2 separate regions of the Macaca mulatta genome follow, and region 2 is linked to region 1. The links are chromatin contacts, called in public Hi-C maps. All regions are on one chromosome and are shown on one strand. Each heading gives the region's core, a stretch centred on a gene start, on an enhancer-like site or on the middle of the called end of the contact. The rest is flanking DNA. Distances are from core to core; before and after follow the strand shown.

The links. A called contact is a pair of places that touch in the nucleus more often than the background predicts.
Region 2: a Hi-C map of CD4 T cells shows a contact between it and region 1, with 2.4 times the contacts expected there. The contact joins the promoter of CCNT1 here to the promoter of KANSL2 in region 1. A contact is called at or near these places in 3 of 14 Hi-C or Micro-C datasets (CD4 T cells, blood and fetal cortical plate).

The regions. Positions count from the first base shown.
Region 1 is chr11:55,840,652-55,846,982 of T2T-MMU8v2.0, forward strand. It overlaps KANSL2 (KAT8 regulatory NSL complex subunit 2), which reads right to left and starts at 1,904. Exons shown (of 12, transcript XR_013401014.1): 1 at 1,845-1,904; 2 at 1,548-1,723; 3 at 1,034-1,293.
Region 2 is chr11:55,882,000-55,888,031 of T2T-MMU8v2.0, forward strand. CCNT1 (cyclin T1) reads right to left here and starts at 1,303. Exons shown (of 7, transcript XM_077954022.1): 1 at 1,081-1,303. The coding sequence starts at 1,241.

The DNA.
Region 1 (6,331 bases), core at 654-3,153:
TTAATCTTTTGTAGAGACGTGGTCTCACTATATTGCTCGGGTTGGTCTCCAACTCCTGGCCTCAAGTGATCCTCCTGCTGTGGCCTCCCAAAGTACTGGGACTACAGGCATGAGCCACTGCGACCAGCCAGGGACACAATTTTAAAACTACAAGATATGTACAAAATTATCTAGTCAGGTTATGTTTTTGCATAGATACCTTTGCATACATGATGAAAACTATGAACCCTCTTACAGAAGAATTCACACATATACAACTTTGCATGTTATTTAACAAAATTCATGGACAGCCAAATAGAGCCACACATCCCTCCATTAAGAATAATTTTAGGGGCTGGGTGCCCTGGCTCACGCCAGTAATCCCAACACTCTGGAGGGCCGAAGCGGATGGATCACCTGAGGTCAGGAGTTCAAAATCAGCCTGGCCAACATGGTGAAAACCCGTCTCTACTAAAAAGTACAAAAATTAGCCAGGCGTGGTGGCGCACGCCTTAAGTCCCAGCTACTTGGGAGGCAGGAGAATCGCTTGAACCTGGGAGGCGGAGGTTGCAGTGAGCCGAGATCACCACCGCACTCCAGCCTGGGGAATAAAGGGAGACTCTGTCTCAAAAAAAAAAAAAAAAAAAAAAGAAAGAAAAAAAGATTAATTTTAGGGTCGGGCACGGTGGTTCACGCCTGTAATCCCAGCACTCTGGGAGACCGAGATGGGAGGACACCTTGAGGCCAGGAGTTTGAGACCAGCCTGGTTAAAACAGCAAGACTCCATCTCTCTTAAAAAAAAAAAAAAAAAAAGTAATTTAGAATATGCCTTTATTTTACTACAGATAAGGGAAAAGAACCAAAGAGGTGAACTAAGTAATCCAATTCAAGGGTCCTTCCAGTCTTCACCGTTTTTTCAATTTTCCAAGGATACAACCATAACCCCAAATTTACAAGGACGTGATCTCAAACGCGGCAGCTATGCTGAAGCCCACATCATATCACACACCCCCTCGCTTTAAGACAAACGACATATATATCTATACATACATACCCATCTTTCTTCTCTGGCTTTGGGGCAGCACTGGGACATCTTTTTCCATTCTTCGTCGATATATAACTACACTGCTTGAAGGGTGCATTCTTGTCTTCAAGGATATGCTTAATGCAAAACTCCTGCCCCTCCAGACGAGGCTGAGAGCATGGACGATGAGTGAATGCACAAGACAGAGGTTCCTGAGACCTGGGCACTGGAGTGATCCTCCCCCGATTGGTTGGCAGGACGTGAATCCGAATCCTGTTCATAACCAAAACCTGCGGGGTCAAAATAAAAATCAGAAAGCCTTTACCCTTCCCGAAAATTCCTGCTCCACCGTATCTGGACAGATGCCGCGGGCAGTTTCCAAAAGAGAGGCAGAAGTCGGCCCCGTAAGGTACGCTCCCTAACTGCCCGCCGCCCTCCCCAGGTCTCCACAGGCATTTGTGGCTTTCCCTCTCTTTAGCTTGTCCCTCCATGCCCGGCCCCACCCCGAACCCCACCACGCTGAATGTATCTTCAGGACTCGCACAGCTGCAGCATGAAGGGAAGCGACAACGCCAGGCCCACGCGACGGCCACGCTGCCTCCCTGCACACCGCCTTTGTCCCGGCCTGCCTCAGAGCACACGACTGGGCCCGGCCTCGGAAGTCCATGCGAGCGCCATTTTGTCCTACTCCGGTCACCAGAGATCCTGGCTCCTTGAAGCCTGTAGGAAGAAGACTGACTCTGACACTGCTTTGAGGCGAAACAGCAGCTCTGAGTTGACAAAAAAGGCGAAATAGCAGCCCAACTGCAAGAGCTTAGAGCAAGGAACGCCGCCATCTTACCTCAGGCGCTGCGCCGCGCTCCGCCGCGCTCTGCCGCGCCGCTAGCCCTACTCTGGTGGCGGCCGCGGCTCCTAGATTGGCCTCGCTCCTTTCCGGACTCCTGGCTACTGATTGGCTACCGCGCCTATGACGGGGTGTTGCCATTGGCCGAGGCCCACTACCTATCGTGTCTGGAAGGGCGGAGCGCTGAGAAAATGCGCGGTTGGGGTGGCTATGACTGTCAGCAACTCCGCCCCGAGGAGAGTGAGCTGGGGAAGGGGGCGGAGAGCGGGCTGTGGGGCGGGTTGCCAGCTAGTCATATTTTTCCAACTTGCAGCGTGGCTCGTTTTCCGGCTACTTTTGAACCCTCAGTCTGTGGTCCTAGGCTGCTGTTCCCTCACCACTGTACACAGCTAGCATAAAATCAGACAAGCCGGGCGCGGTGGCTCACGCCTGTAATCCCAGCACTTTGGGAGGCTGAGGCGGGCGGATCACCGGAGGTCGGGAGCTCGAGACCAGCCTGACCAACATGGAGAAACCCCGTCTCTACTAAAACTACGAAATTAGCAGGGCGTGGTGGTGCATGCCTGTAATCCCAGCTACTCGGGAGGCTGAGGCAGGAGAATCGCTTGAATCCGGGAGGCGGAGATTGCGGTGAGCCGAGATCGCGCCATTGCACTCCAGCGTGGGCAACAAGAGCGAAACTCCGTCTCGAAAAAAATAAAATTTTTTTTTTTAAATCAGACATAGACAGAGGCTGGAGGATCACTGTTTTTGTTTTTTGTTTTTTGTTTTGTTTTTGAGATGGAGTTTCACTCTTTTTGCCCAGGCTGGAGTGCAATGGCACAATCTCGGCTCACTGCAACCTCCGCCTCCCAGGTTCAAGCGATTCTCCTGCCTCAGCCTCCCTAGTGGCTGGGATTATAGGCATGTGCCACCACGTCCGGCTAATTTTGTATTTTTTAGTAGAGACGGGGTTTCTCCATGTTGGTCAGGCTGGTCTCGAACTCCCGACCTCAGGTGATCCGCCCGCCTCGGCCTCCCAAAGTGCTGGAATTACAGGCGTGAGCCACCGCGCCCGGCCAGGATCACTGTTTGCATATAAAACGTCTTTAGTTTTCTTTTGTGAACAGTTCAATACATGTACCGAACATTTGGTGTGGAGAACCCTGAGAAACATTTTTTGGGTGTTTACTGATTCTGGGAATTACATATATAAATTCATTGAATTTTTCAAAGCAACCCTAAGAGGTAGAGGTTAGTATTATGTCAATTTTACAGATAAGAGGACTGAGGAACAGAATGGGACATAGCTAGTAAATGGGAAAAGAAGACGAATTTGAACTCAACATCCTTCATCCCTTATTGCCGCTTATATAGTAAAGAGCATTGGACTGAGAATAAGGAAATATTTGTTCTAGTTTAGGGCTGCTTCTCATAACTGTGTACCCTGTCTTTAAAATTCCATGCTAAATAATGCAGGTATCATAACGACAGACACAATACCAATCATACCATCCTTTAAGGATTTTTAGTTTCAAAGCATCTTTCTGTCATCTCTGCCACTTGTAGAAATGATTCCTCGCTTTCTTCCCATAACCCTTCTAGACATTTTTTGCCTTCCAGCATCCCTTATCTGCTGTCAGTTTAAGAAAGATGTTTTATCCATGCCTAATAAGCAAGTGAGCATAAGTCACAGTGGAAGTGAGCATAAAGATTCTACAGCCCTCAAGAAAAACACTCAGGCTGAGCGTCATGGTTCACCCCTGTAATCCCAGCACTTCGAGAAGCTGAGGTGGGAAGATCGCCTGAGCTCAGGAGTTCGATCTCAGAAGGCTTGAAATTCATTCATTCAACAAATATTTATTGAGCACCTAAGTGCCAGGAGAGAACAAGGAAGATAACCCTGCTCTCTTGGAGTGAACATTCTAGGATAGTTTGGGATTATGGATGCAATACAAACATAATATTAACAACAATGATTTATATACATAAGCAAACAGACCAACCCTCAGGAGTACAAAAAAGATGTTTTGTTACAAACACCCTATAATTAAAAAATAGCCAGAGGCAATCATGTCACAGAAAACTTGGGAATCCGAATCTGCAACCAAATGTAGTAATATCAAAAAGCAACATTAAAACTACCGTAGTGAACAATATGAAGAGACACAGGAATAGATGGGGAAGAAACAAAGACTTTCTTTTAATGAATTTACTGAAGGTCTTAGTTGAAAAAAGAATCCTTCTTGTAAGTCCAAGACAGACAAAATATTACTATTTAGAACCACTTCCTTTTTTTTTTTTTTTTTCTTTTTTTCTTGTGACCGAGTCTTGCTCTGTCGCCCAGGCTGGGGTGCAGTGGCATAATCTCCGCTCGCTGCAACCTCCGCCTCCGGGGTTCAAGTGATTCTTCTTCCTCAGCCTCCCCCCAGTAACTGGGACAACAGGTGTGCACCACCGCGCTCGGCTAATTTTTTTATATTTTTAGTGGAGACGGGGTTTCACCATATTGGCCAGGCTGGTCTTGAACTCCTGACCTCGTGATCTGCCCACCTCGGGCTCCCAAAGTGCTGGGATTACAGGCATGAGCCACCACGCCCGGCCTAGAACCACTTCTAAGTGAAAGGAGGGAGCAGATATTAAAAGCTCAAGATGTCAGCAAATTCTTTGTTCTGTTTAACAAAGTAGATGGCTTTTCTTCTTCTTTTTGAGATGGAGTCTCCTCTGTGGCCCAGGCTGGAGGTAGATGGTTATTTTTAATTCACCGAACACTTTGTAGCTATTGAAGAGGTGAAAGTAGACCAGAAGCTATTTATAAATAGGGATTAGGAAACGAGTTTGGGGGGCTAATCCTAGAGAAAAGTGAGAAAAAAAAAAAAAAAAAAAAGATGAAAGTGGCTGGGCACGGTGGCTCACGCCTATAATCACAGCACTTTGAGAGTCCGAGGCGGGTGGATCACCTGAGGCCAGGAGTTCAAGACCAGCCTGGCCAACATGGTGAAACCCCATCTCTGCTAAAAGTACAAAAACTAGCCAGGTGTGGTGGCACGTGCCTTAATCCCAGCTACTTGGGAGGCTGAGCAGGAGAATCGCTTGAACCCAGGAGGCAGAGGGTGCAGTGAGCCAAGATCGTGCCACTGCACTCCAGTCTAGGTGACAGAGCAAGACTGTCCCAAAAAAAAAAGTTATCAAAGACCTTCTCCTTGCTAATTCTAATGAAGTTTTCAGGCCTCATCTTATTAGACCACTTTGCAATATTTAACACACTTGGCCACTCCTCCTCCTTAGAACTCCATACTCTTTCTAGATCTCCATACTCTTCCTAGTTTCCCATCTACATCATAGTCACCCACTCTCTGTCTCTTGTTTCTCTCTTTTCCCCAATTCTAAACACTGAACATTTCTATTTTCTACTACTACTCCTTTACTTATCTCACTCTGTTTCATCCCATTCATCAGCTTGGACCCCTCCTTTGAACTTGACTCTCTAGTCATCTGTCCAGTAGGCATCTCCACTTGGATGTCTAATTGGCATTTCAAATTTAATGTTAAAGCCAACCTCCCGCTACTCCTGTAGTCATCTCTACCTCAGTATATGACAACCCCAACCTTCCCGTTGGTCAGGACAAACACTGGGAGTTATCCTTGACTTCTTTCTCTTCTATCTAATAGCAAATCCTATTAGCTCCATCTTCAAGATATATCACTTCTCGGCCGAGCGAGGTGGCTCACACCTGTAATCCCAGTACTTTGGGAGGCTGCGGCGAGTGGATCACCTGAGGTCAGGAGCTCAGGATCAGCCTGGCCAACATGGTGAAACCCTGTGTCTACTAAAAATACAAAATTAGCTGGGTGTGGTGGTGCATGCCTGTAATCCCAGCTACTTGGGAGGCTGAGGCAGGAGAATCGCTTGAATCTGGGAGGCAGAGGTTGCAGTGAGCCGAGATCGCGCCATTCCATTCCAGCCTGGGCAACAAGAGCAAAACTCCATCTCAAAATCTCAAAGAAAAAAAAAAAAGATGTATCACTTCTCATTACCTTGGGTACTTCTAACCTGTCCAAGCCACCCTCATCTCTTAAATTGTTGTGAGAGCTCCTTGCCCTTGACTCCTATAATCTATTTTCAACACAGCAGCCCAAATGAACATTTTAAAACCTAAGTTGGATGTCACTTCCCTTCTCAAAACTTTCCAATAGTGTCTGTTCCATTCACTCAGTCTTCATACAAGGTCCTGTTGTATTTGGCTTTCTATTGCCTCTCTAACCTCATATCCTGCTACTCTCCCCTCTCCAATACCCCCTCCCTACTCATTCCTATACCAGCTACACTGGCTTCCTTGCTATTTCTCAAACATATCAGCATATTCTCACCTCAGAACCTTTAATGCCTCACATTTCCTGGAATGATCTTATCCTAGTTATTCCCATGACTTGCTGTCACCTCCTTCAGGTCTTCTCTAAAGGTCATGAGGCTTCTGGTCATGAAGCCTTCCCTAGCCACCTTT
Region 2 (6,032 bases), core at 53-2,552, 41 kb after region 1:
GAGGATACCTCATTTTTTTTAAAATTTTTTTTTCTGAGACGGAGTTTCACTATTGTTGCCCAAGCTGGAGTGTAGTGGCGCGATCTCGGCTCACTGCAACCTCCACCTCCCGGGTTCAAGCGATTCTCCTGCCTCAGCCTCCTGACTAGCTGGGATTACAGCTGCCCGCCACTAAGCCGGGGTAATTTTTTGTATTTTTAGTAGACAGGGGTTTAATTATGTTGGCCAGGCTGGTCTCGAACTCCTGACCTCAGGTGATCCACCCGCCTCGGCCTCCCAGAAGTGCAGAGATTACAGGTGTGAGCCACCGCACCCGGCCGTTACCTCATTTTTGAAATAGAAAGAAAATGAAATACACACCACCACTCTAAGTAACTTAAGGACCCAGTATTTTGTAAACGATTTAAAACATTAGATTCGTGGGTAACCCCTACAAACGTAAACTAACATCTTTCCTCTGAAATTCTATAAAACAGCAGCTACTAATTGAGCATCTTAATGCAAAGCATTGTGATGGACACAGAATCAAACACAAGAGGTATCATCCCATTTTATAGACAAGACGACCAAGAATTTGACAGGTCACTTAAACAGCTAGCAGATGAGGAATGGATTTTGGACCAAGGCTGAGGCATTAATTCTAGACCACCCTTTATAAGACTTTCAGGTACTGAATTTCTCGAAATTTACACACTAGGTTTCGGAAGCAGCCCTCAACAGAGAAACCTCTGCCAGACCCAAACCCCTAGGGCACAGCGGAAAATGAGAAACTTAACGTCACCAGAGCCGATCAGAACACAACGAAGAGAGAGTTGGAAGGGCTGGTTAAAACACGAAGCCGGGAAGGATACGAATGCCCAGCAAGGTTGGTGGCACGGGTGAGCGAGCGGGAAATCAACTCCGCCTCGCTTCCCTAGCGCGAACTGAGTTTCAGCCCGCCCCATCGTGGGCTCTCCCAACTAGACATCCAGCTTCTGCCCACCTTCTTCCCCACTTTCGTCCCCCACCAGAGCCTGAGACCTAGACGCCAGAGCATGGCGGGACCAACTCAAAGGCCGAAGGCCTAGGCCGCAAGGATACACGTTAAGACGCTGCCCCATGTCCTGGAGCAGATTGGCCGCCTGCTGGCGATAAGAAAGTTCTTTATCTGGGTCCACACCAAATCGACGGGATGGGCTATTTTCCAGCTGTTCTCGAGTGAAATACCACCGTTTGTTGTTGTTCTTCCTGTCTCCCTCCATAATGCTTCAACCAGAAGGCAGCGGCGGAGGCTGCAAACACTTCCCAGCGTCACCTAAGAGGCGACCCACATCCGCTGTGCGGGGGCAACTGCGACTTGACGAACTTCCGCTAAGCGTCGACCGCCGGGTTGTGACTCTCTTCCGTAAAGAAAGCAAAAGTCAAAGGACCTACTTCCGGAATGCACCTCGCGACACCCCGTAGCCGAGTTAACAGCCAATATGCGACGAGAAAAAAACCTTGAGGCGAGGACGCAGGCGCGTCACGTGACCCTTGGGAGGTGGCGTGGGCTTAGAAGTTCTCGCTTAAAAACCATGAATCTTCCCGCGAGAACCGGATTGAGCGTTGGCGCCCGGGGTTAGGTTGTGAGGTCGCAATTGTAGTGGTATGAGGCGCCCGCCCACGCGCCGCTTGGTGGTTCTTAGGAGAACTTAGTTTGTGACTGCAGTGGTGATATAAAATGGGGCAGATGGACCGCGCGCGGTGGTTCACGTCGGTAATCTCAGCACTTTGGGAGCCCGAAGCAGGCGGATCACGAGGTCAGGAGTTCGAGACCAGCCTGGTCAATATGGCGAAACCCCGGTCTCTACTAAAAATACAAAATTAGCCGGGCGTGGTGGCGTGCGCCTGTAGTCCCAGCTACTCGGGAAGCTGAGGCAGGAGAATCGCTTGAACCCGGGAGACGGAGGTCGCAGTGAGCCGAGATCGCGCCACTGCACCCCAGCCTCCAGCCTGGGTGACAAAGCGAGAGACTCCGTCTAAAAAATAAATAAAATAAAAATGGGGCAGATGAACTTGAAAGAGAAAGTAGGTGAGGCTGTCAGAAACTGAAAAACAGAATCAAATGGTGGGGCTCTTTCGTATATGGGAACATAAAGCAACTAGAAGGCTGTTACGTTGTTGGTAGCAATGTAAAATACGACAACCCATTTGGAGAGGTCGCTTTAATGTGTAGCCAAACTCATGAAAACATTCTCACGTTTCGCCGCAGTGATCCAACTTAAAGGAATAAAATGAAATTAATAACATTAAGAGCTTACATGTCCCATGCACAATACTGACTTAAATATACTGTTTCATTTATTCAGCGGAACTCTCAAGAGGTAATTTTTAAGTACGTTTGCTAATGGGTGAACTAATACTGCCCCTTGAGTGTGAACAGCCTCCACCACTACCCCTCACTTGCAGAGATTAGCAAATTCCTGCCCTCTGTCAAGATATTTCCCAGCTCCTTTGCCGGCGCGGTGGCTCACGCCTGTAATCCCAGCAGTTTGGGAGGCCAAGGCGGGCGGATCACCTGAAGTCCGGAGTTGGAGACCAGCCTGGCCAACATGGTGAAACCTCGTCTCTACTGAAAATACAAAAATTAGCCAAGTGTGGTGGCGCACGCCTGTAATCCCAGCTACTCGGGAGGCTGAGGCAGGAGAATGATTTGAACCCGGGAGGCGAAGGTTGCAGTGAGCCTAAATCTAACTGCACTCCAGCCTAGGCGACAGTGCAAGACTGCTTCTCAAAAAAAAAACAAAAAAAAAAAAACCGGATATATCCCAGCTCCAGCGTCTGATAACTGTTTGGTGCTGGCAAGATAGTTAACCTCTCTATGCCTCTTTTCTTTGATAATACCTATGTTTTAGATTGTGAAAGGGAGTAAAGATTTAATGAGTAAAAAGTATTTATAATAGTACCCAATACTTAGGAAATATTCAGTAGCCCTTAATGTTATAATATTTGTTACATTGTATTGAAATTGAAGGCAAGAGCAATGCCTTCATTTTTGTATGGCACCTACCTAGTAAAGTCCTGGCCGTAGTAAATAGTCCCTAAATCTTTGTCAGATAAATGTGCAAAACACCCACAACACAGAAACTGAGGCTCTGGGAGTTTGCCCTCACTACACCACTAATAAGTGTAGATCTTAAATCTAATTCCGTTGGTCTTCCCATTCACGCAATTCCCATTCACTTCCTGCTTTTCTGGAACCACGTTCAGTTTACCTTGATTAAATTTGGGTAATTTTAGATAGATTTGGATAATATTAGAATCCTGTGTCTTGCTTTGATAATATTTTGGGTTTTGTCATTTCTAGGCATAGGTGATCTTACTATGTTTGATTGTCATTCATTTTCAGAAGTGTTTCCATTTCAGGTCACCTCTGCCATATACTGCCTGTAGTTAGTACTAACTCCATTTTACCCTGGAGAAATTGAGGTTCAGGAAGATTTAAATGACTTACTTCTGGTTATAAGGGAAAATAACTTAGGATTTCAAACTTCTTCCCTCATAGACTCTTTACTATTAACAGAATAAGCACTTATAAAATAGATTTTTTAGTAGAATAAGCACTTTTTCAGTTATGTAGTCATGTATGTTTTCTTTTAAACAGCTGTGTTAGTCCATTTTCATGCTGCTGATAAAGACATACCCGAGACTGGGCAATTTACAAAGGAAAGAAGTTTAATGGAGATCTCACAGTTCCATGTGGCTGGGGAAGCCTCACAATCATGGCAAAAGGCAAGGAGCAAGTCACATCTTACCTGGATGACGGCAGGCAAAGAGAGAGCTTGTGCAGGCAAATTCCCATTTTTTAAAAAACCGTCAGATCTCAGGAGACTCATTCACTATCGTGATAACAGTGCAGGAAAGACCTGCCCCATAATTCAATCACCTCCCACCGGGTTCCTCCTACCATATGTGGAAATTGTGGGAGTTACAATTCAAGATGAGATTTGGGTAGCGACACAGTGCCAAACCATATCATTCTGCCCCGGCCCCTCACAAATCTCATGTCCTCACATTTCAAAATACAGTCATGCCTTCTCCACAGTCCCCCAAAGCCTCAACTCATTTCAGCATTAACTCAGAAGTCCACAGTCCAAAGTCTCATCTGAGACAAGCAAGTCCCTTCTACTATTAGCCTGTAAAATCAAAAGCAAGTTAGTTACTTCCTAGATACAATGGCGGTACAGGCATTGGGTAAATACAGCCATTCCAAATGGGAGAAATTGGCCAAAACGAAGGGGCTACAGGCCCCATGCAAGTCCAAAATCCAGCAGGGCAGTCAAATCTTAAAGCTCCAAGATGATCTCCTTTGACTCCATGTCTCACATCCAGGTCACACTGATCCAAGAGGTGGGTTCTCATGGTCTTGGGCATCTCCACCCCTGTGGCTTTGCAGGGTACAGCCTCCCTCCCATCTCCCTTTCCAGGCTGGTATTGACTGTCTGTGGCTTTTCCAGGTAAATGGTGCAAGCTGTTAATGGAGCTACCATGCTGGGGTCTGGAGGACCATGGCCCTCTTCTCACAGTTCCATGAGGCAGTGGCCCTGTAGGGATTCTGTGTGGGGGCTCCAACCCTACATATTTCCCTTCTACACTGCCCTAGCAGAGGTTCTCCATGAGTGCCCTGCACCTGCAGCAAACTTCTGCCTGGACATCCAGGTGTTTCCATACATCCTCTGAAATCTAGGCAGAGGTTCCCAAACACCAGTTCTTGACTTCTGTGCACTCGCAGGCTCAACACCATGTGGAAGCTGCCAAGGCTTGGGGCTTGCATCTCTGAAATCACAGCCCAAGCTCTGTGTTGGCCCCTTTCAGCCATGGCTGGAATGGCTGGGATGCAGGGCACCAACTCCCTAGGCTGCATGCAGCACACACGGGGACCCTGGGCCTGGCCCACAAAACCATTTTCTCCTAGACCTCTGGGCCTGTGATGGGAGGGGCTGCCATGAAGTCCTCTGACATGCCCTGGAGACATTTTCCCCATTGTCTTGGGTATTAACATTCAGCTCCTCTTTAGTTATGCAGATTTCCTCAGAAAATGGGTTTTTCTTTTCTATCACATCAGGCTGCAAATTTTTCAAACATTATGTTCTGCTTCCCTTATAAAACTGAATGCCTTTAACAGCACCCAAGTCACCTCTTGAATGCTTTGCTGGTTAGACATTTCTTCTGCCAGATACCCTAAATCAGCTCTCTAAAGTTCAAAATTCCACAAATCTCTAGGATGGGCAAAATGCTGCCAGTCTGCTTGCTAAAATATAACAAGAGTCACCTTTGCTCCAGTTCCCAGCAAGTTCCTCATATCCATCTGATACCACCTCAGCCTGGACCTTATTGTCTATATCACTATCAGGCTTTTGGTCAAAGCCTTTCAGCAATTCTCTAGGAAGTTTGAAAGTTTCCCACATTTTCCTGTCTTCTTCTGAGCCCTCTAAACTGTTCCAACTTCTGCCTGTTACCCAGTTCCAAAGTTGCTTCCACATTTTGTGGTATCTTTTCAGCAACACCCCACTCCTGGTACCAATTGACTGTATTAGTCCATTTTCACACTGCTGATAAGACACACCCGAGGCTGGGCAATTTACAAAGGAAAGAAGTTTAATGGAGAACTCACAATTCCACGTGACTGGGAAGCCTCACAACCGTGGCAGAAGGCAAGGAGGAGCAAGTCACATCTTAAGTGGATGGTGGCAGGCAAAGAGAGAGCTTGTGCAGGCAAACTCCCATTTTTTTAAAACCATCAGATCTCATGAGATTCATTAACTATCATGATAGCAGTGCAGGAAAGACCTGCCCCATAATTCAATCCCCTTCCACCGGATTCCTCCCACGACACATGGGAATTGTGGGAGTTACAATTCAAGATGAGATTTGGGTGGGGACACAGAACCAAACCATATCAACAACCAAGATCATTTCTTACAGATTCCTCTTGTCTAATTTTCTGACCTGTGCTTGGTTCTCCACTTAATCTGTTGGATTAATGACTCCATATTGAGTTTGCTATCTTGGTT